2 separate regions of the Mus musculus genome follow, and region 2 is linked to region 1. The links are chromatin contacts, called in public HiChIP or PLAC-seq maps. All regions are on one chromosome and are shown on one strand. Each heading gives the region's core, a stretch centred on a gene start, on an enhancer-like site or on the middle of the called end of the contact. The rest is flanking DNA. Distances are from core to core; before and after follow the strand shown. Region 1 holds the start of Etnk2 (ethanolamine kinase 2). Region 2 has its middle 16 kb from the start of Bmncr.

The links. HiChIP or PLAC-seq counts read pairs in DNA pulled down with a chosen protein or histone mark.
Region 2: a contact with region 1 is called in an HNF4G HiChIP or PLAC-seq map of pancreatic cancer cells. The contact joins the enhancer-like site here to the promoter of Etnk2 in region 1. A contact is called at or near these places in 2 of 39 promoter capture datasets (frontonasal cranial neural crest and hematopoietic stem and progenitor cells), 2 of 115 datasets of contacts at active chromatin or transcription factors (embryonic stem cells and pancreatic cancer cells) and 2 of 9 other capture datasets (adipose tissue and liver).

What each region holds. Positions count from the first base shown.
Region 1 is chr1:133,361,948-133,365,038 of GRCm38.p6, reverse strand. It overlaps Etnk2 (ethanolamine kinase 2), which reads right to left and starts at 1,467. Exons shown (of 8, transcript NM_175443.5): 1 at 1,021-1,467. The coding sequence starts at 1,275.
Region 2 is chr1:133,960,346-133,963,143 of GRCm38.p6, reverse strand. No RefSeq gene overlaps it. Among named protein-coding and RNA genes, the nearest start is that of Bmncr, 16 kb to the left of the region's middle. Within about 2 kb of position 1,268, at least 86 of the 459 cell types and tissues checked have an H3K27ac peak or open chromatin away from gene starts, as enhancers often do. A contact at or near this core is called in adipose tissue, liver and pancreatic cancer cells, where this site is marked.

The DNA of each region.
Region 1 (3,091 bases), core at 218-2,717:
ACAATATGAGTGGGAGCCCAGACTCTCTGGGCAGGGTGATAAGGAGGGAGGAACCCTGAACTAAAGGTTTATGGGCGCTATGGGGCAGAGCTGGATGGGACTTCAGGGGACCCACCCCTTCTAGGTGAGACGACAGGCCTAGTGGGGGTCCAGATTAGCATCTGGTATGCAGTGCTGGGTTTAATCTCAAATATGGCTTGATGCCTTCACTGTCTGTTCCTGACCAGGTCTTCTGAAAATGTTACCACATTCAGCCCAGATTCTCCTTAGAGCTGCCCCTTCCATACTCAGAAGGCCAATGACATGGGGCCCGAACCCTCCAAAGCAGGCTGTCAGGGGTGTAGGGCTGGGTAGGTTTTTAAGAGAATGCAGGACAGCGAGGGAGGGAGTAAGCTAGGGGCTCGCAGTGGGCAGTTCTGCCCACAGGTGTGTGTGTGGGACAAAGTATTCAGCTGAGGTGGGAAGAAAATGGAGTGGGGGTCAAAAGGGGCGTTGCTCAGAGCTAGCCTGAGGCCACGTGAAGAAGGTCTCAGGGCTTAGCTGGAATTCTGAATTGCACAGGGCTGGCTCCTGGGGCCACAAGGAATGCTCAGATCCCCGAGGCTTGGATCTCAAGTTAGGGCGAAGGAACAGCATGGGTGTAGGGGGAGGTTTCCTTAAAAGTTCGTGCTTCCTCGGGTTGTCAGAGTGGCTGGGTAGCACTTCTGAGCAACTAGGGGACAAGCACGCAGCGACAGGGGGTGGGGCTGCACGCGCAGCACGCTGACAGTGGGCAGGTGGACCTCCGGCGGCAGGAGCAGGCGAATGGGGAGGGTCCAGGGAAGCGTGAGCCCAGCTTTGCATAGGGATCAAAGAGAAATGGAGAGTTACACACATATTCAAACCACGGTCCAAAACATCTCCTGCGCAACAGCCGCAAAACCCTGGAACCCGCACTTGGAGGATGCACTGACGGGCGTCCACGCAGCCCCTCTGCAGCCCGGCAGCGCCCCATCCCCGGCCTCACGCCCTCTCGGCTACCTTGGTCCGAACTTGTTCGGGCTTCCAGTGCGGCCGCAGCTCCCGAATGAGGCGCAGGGCACCGGGGAGGATGTCGTCCTGTTCCACCGTGACGCTGAAGCATGGGACGGCGGCCCTCGGGGGCCCTGGAGGCTCCCAGCAGCCGGCGCTGGCCACCGCCTTCTCCTCCATGCTCCATGAGCACTGCGGGCAAGGCTCCTGCCTCCGCAGGTAAAAGGGCGAGCACGGCACTGGAGCTGAAGGGGGCACAGCCATTCCCAGCAGCCCCACCCCCTCGGAGCCGCCGCGCCCGCGTTAGCCCCTACGGGGGGGCCCTGAGAGAGAGTGGGAGTGGTCGAGGAGGGGCCAGGGGAAGTCCATGACTCATGAGCGAGCTGCCTGTTCCAATCTCCGGCGATGCAACCGAGCAACACAGCTGGCCGGGAATCGCCAAGGTCCGCCGCGACAGTGACATCATGGGTCGCAGTAACGCCCCTTGCCCGCCCCGCCCCCGCCTCCGGGCGAGTGCAGCCCGCCATCTCCCGTTGCTGGCTCCACCGCTACCTGGAGCTCTGGGTGGGGGATGCCCCGCCTTAATGACGCAAAGGGCGGAGCCTCCCCAGGCCCCGCCCCAGATCCCTGCTCCAGTATCCTAGTACTGGTTGACCAGTTTCCCACTGGAGCCCACAGCTAAAGAGCTCTTTTCCGGGTAGTCTAGGGTAAGGGGCTGGGGCTAAGGAGGGAAGAGCTTGTCTTTGTCCCAACCTCATCCTGGAACGTGGAGATCGGATGCTCCTATAGTGTGGGCTTCGGCTTGCCATTAAATCTCTTGGGAAAGGTTGGGCTGCGTTTCTAAGGCCTTCTAGGCATCATTCAGCACCACACACACACACACACACACACACACACACCTTCGATGGAGAACAGCATGGTGATGGTTCAGGGTGAGTGTCCCATAGGCAGACTGGACTCTGATAGAATGTTCCAGGGTACTTTTATGAGTGTACAAGCACATTGTAAGCCAGGACTTTGAGCAAGACTGAGTTTGGCTCACTAAATAATCCTTAAGCCTTCCTCCCTGTCCTGCAAGGCTGACTGGGCATAGATAGTGGTCGCACAGGTGCCCGGAGCTCAGTGTTTTGTTGAGCAAAGAGGTGATCAAAGGCCATAGTACAACCTAGGGATCTATGTGTATGTAGCATGACAAGGGGAAGGGATAAGTCCCCTGGCAGACTTACTGTACAGAGAAGACACATGGAAAGAGGCCAGGCCAGCCCTTGGAAAGCCCGTCCCTTAGTCATATATTCCCCTGGTCACTTCCAGAGTGAGACCAGTTAGCTGCCAGCTCTCTAGCATAGAGAGACCTGGGCTTGCCTTGGGACCTCATTTCTTATCACCTCATACTGCCCTACTTGAAAAATGCCTACAAAATAGATGTGTTTCTGTGTCCCCAAGGTTGTCCCTCCGACCTACTCAGGAACATCTCCACCACGAGGCCTTTTGGTTCTTGCTGCTTTGCACCCAGGTCTTCTGGTCCAGTTTCTGTGCTGGTGCCTCTTGCAGGGGCCACTAGCCTCACGTGGCTACTCAGCCCTTGAAATGTGGCCAGTGTGACATTTTGTGTAACTTTAATCTTTATACGCATACAAACAACAGCATGCAGCCACTGTACTGGACATTGTAGCAGATGGTAGGGAGGGACCACCTACTTGAGGTCATGATGTCCCAGGATGCCAGAACTGGAAAGGACATTGCCTCCAGCTCTTTCTTTTGCAATAGGCAAAGCAAACCTTGCGGCACAAGGGAACACAATCAGTGGGAGTCCAGACTCGCTTTCTCAGCTCTGTGCCAGCACCCTGAAAGCAGCTCCCGCTATACAAATATCACCTCAGAGAAGCCCTGGGTCCTTAACCTTAGGAGAGTGAAATCCTACAGATACCAAGCGCTTGGTTGGGACACTCAGTACCTTGCTTTTGGGGGAGGAGGGGTCAAAGAGGGATGAGGGAATACAGGTTGATGCCTGCTTTCTTATCCCCTAAGCTATACACTCTTCATGGGCAGTCTGAGGGGTGAGTGGAAAAAGAGTCCTCTA
Region 2 (2,798 bases), core at 19-2,518, 600 kb before region 1:
ACGACCATCCAGAAACTGCCCCATCTGGGGATCTATCCCATATACAACTACTAAACCAAGAAATTATTGTGGATGCCAACAAGAGCTTGCTGACAGGAGCCTGATATAGCTGTCTCCTGAGAGGCTCTGCCAGTGTCTGGCAACTACAGAGGTGGATGCTCGCAGCCATCCACTGGACTGAGCACAGGGTCCCTAATGGAGGAGCTAGAGAAAGGAGCCACGGAGCTGAAGGAGTTTGCAGCCCCATATGAGGAACAACAATATGAACTAACCAGTTCCCCCAGAGCTCCCTGGGACTAAACCACCAACCAAAGAAAACACATGGTGGGACTCATGGCTCTAGCTGTATATGTAGCAGAGCATGGCCTAGTCGGTCATCAATGGAACGGGATGCCCTTGGTCCTGTGAAGCTTCTATGCCCCAGTATAGGAGAATGCCAGGGCCAGAAAGGGGGAGTGGGTGGGTTGGTGAGCAGGGGAAGTGGGGAGGGGGGATGGGATACCAGGAAAGGGGATAACATTTGAAATGTAAATAAAGAAAATATCTTAAAAAAAAAAGAGCGGAGAAGTTCTTTGATCAGGTAGGATCTAGGCATGTGTGTGAGCCTTCTACCTTTCCTCCAAGAAGTCTTCTTGGACAGCCTCATTTCATTCACTCAAGCATTCATTCATTCAACAAATACTGAGCTTCTCTCCCTCATCATAGGACCAGTGAGGCAGCAGGCACTGGATGTGATTTAGCAGGTGATGCCCCGAATCCTGCAGCCAATGGGCTCCAGTGGCACAGACCCTCAGTAGCATCTCTTCTGAGTCCCTTGATGCACCCACCTGCTCAGGCTCTGAAGTGTGCACCTTGTGGGTCCATGGCCCCATAGGCAGACATCAGGGCTCCTTCAGTGTCACTTTCTGGGTGGCTGCCACAGTGCTGGGCACTTGTAAGTACTCAGTGAATGTCTAGATATGTGTGGCTTCCCAAGAGCGTCGAGTTAAGCAGGAAGTTCCCCAGCTTTTCCCAGTCCCAGCACAGCCTTCCACCAAGGAGGGATGCAGAAACCGAACAGAGACCTTTGGAATGAAGAGGACAGGAAAGGCCTGGGCTGGCTGCCAGCCCCGGATGCCTCTGGACAAGCAGGGGTCCTCGGTCCTCTGTGTTCTGGAATGTGAGAGGCGCTTGCCAGGGAATCTTAAAAACAAAGTGACTCCTCCCCAAACCTTTGCTCCTCACCCTGGACAGAGCCACGCTGGCAGAGCCGGTTGGACCTTCCTCACAGTGCACGGGTGCCCCTTGGTGGACAAAAAGCCGGCCCCGCTCATGATTCCTGAGGACTGGTGAGCCATTAAAAAGGAGGATTCTGAAGCCATTGTCCCCACAGCCTATCAGCGGACCCTCCATGGCATGAGTCTAAGTCCGCACCAGAGCACTTTCTCTGACGTGTGGCTGGAGCCACGGGCCTGGATTCTTGGCTGACCGCACAGTACGCTTACTGTCAGTGTCGGCTGACCTCACATCAGGCCAGCCTGAGCCTCCGTGTCACTCCCCTCCAAATTAAGAACTGTGACACAATGCATTTGAGGCAGCTGTTTTTTAATCAGATGAGGTCTGGGCATGTATATGATCCTTCCCCTCTGGCAGGGACTGTGCCAAGCTATCTGCCATACCTGAAGGTCCCAGACTCTGTCAACCGCCCTGGGCAGGCAAGAAGGGCAGAATGAGGGCAGCAAAGCTTTTCAGCTTGTGTCATGGGGATAAGATAGAAGGTTAGAGGAGGCAGGACCCTGGGGTGCTGTAGAACTTGGGAGCACCCACTGTTCTTTTTTCTTTCTTTCTTTCTTTCTTTCTTTCTTTCTTTCTTTCTTTCTTTCTTTCTTTCTTTCTTTCTTCCTTCCTTCCTTCCTTCCTTCCTTCCTTCCTTTCTTTCTTTCTTTCTTTCTTTCTTTCTTTCTTTCTTTCTTTCTTATTTCACAGCAAATAACAGGCTATGTGTGAGGCTTCTGACTACCCCACCCCCACCCCCATACCCCATAGAAAGTCCTGTCCCTGTGACTGATCCTGGGCTCTTGGCTGGCTCCTCCCTTCTTAAAAGGCAAGCCTCCTGGGGAACACTGTCAAGCTCCCCTGCTCAGAGTTGAGCCAAAGGTAGAAATGGATGTTCAGGGGCCATAGGCAGCCACAGAGGCAGGAATTGGGCATGGAAAAGGTCAGGTGGCCAGAGACGCGAGGCTGGAGTAGGGGTAGTTGGAGGGATGGCAGCATGAGGAGCTGTCTACTCCTGGGACAGTGAGGGTACTAGCATTCCCGGGGTGCTGTGAGGTGGTGTTGTGCAGGCTTTCCCACCTTATTTCCTTAAGCCTTTATTACAGTGGGGACCGTACCTTCTGTGTTTTGTTTGGTTAAGATTTATTTATTATTATTTGTTTGTATGTGTGTGTATCTGTGTGTGTATGTGTGTGTGTGTGTGTGTGTGTGTGTGTGTATCTGTGTGTGTGTGAGTGTGTGGTGTGTAAATGTCCAAGGGGCATGCATGCCCTGGAGCTGGAATTACAAATGGCTGTTAGCTGCCTGGTGTGGGTGCTACCAACCAAACCCAGCTCCTCTGGGAGAGCAAGTGTTTGTAACCACTGAGCCATCTCTGTAGTGGGACCCTGTCCTGCTCAATAGCAAACGGAGCCAACGTAAGGGAGTCTAAGCACCTTGATTTAAGCACCACGGCAAAGCGGTGGTGTGTGCATTTGAACTCAGGTCTGCCCATCAGATTCCACTTGGTTCCTTAACCCTCAACCAGCAGTTCATCTAAGAGT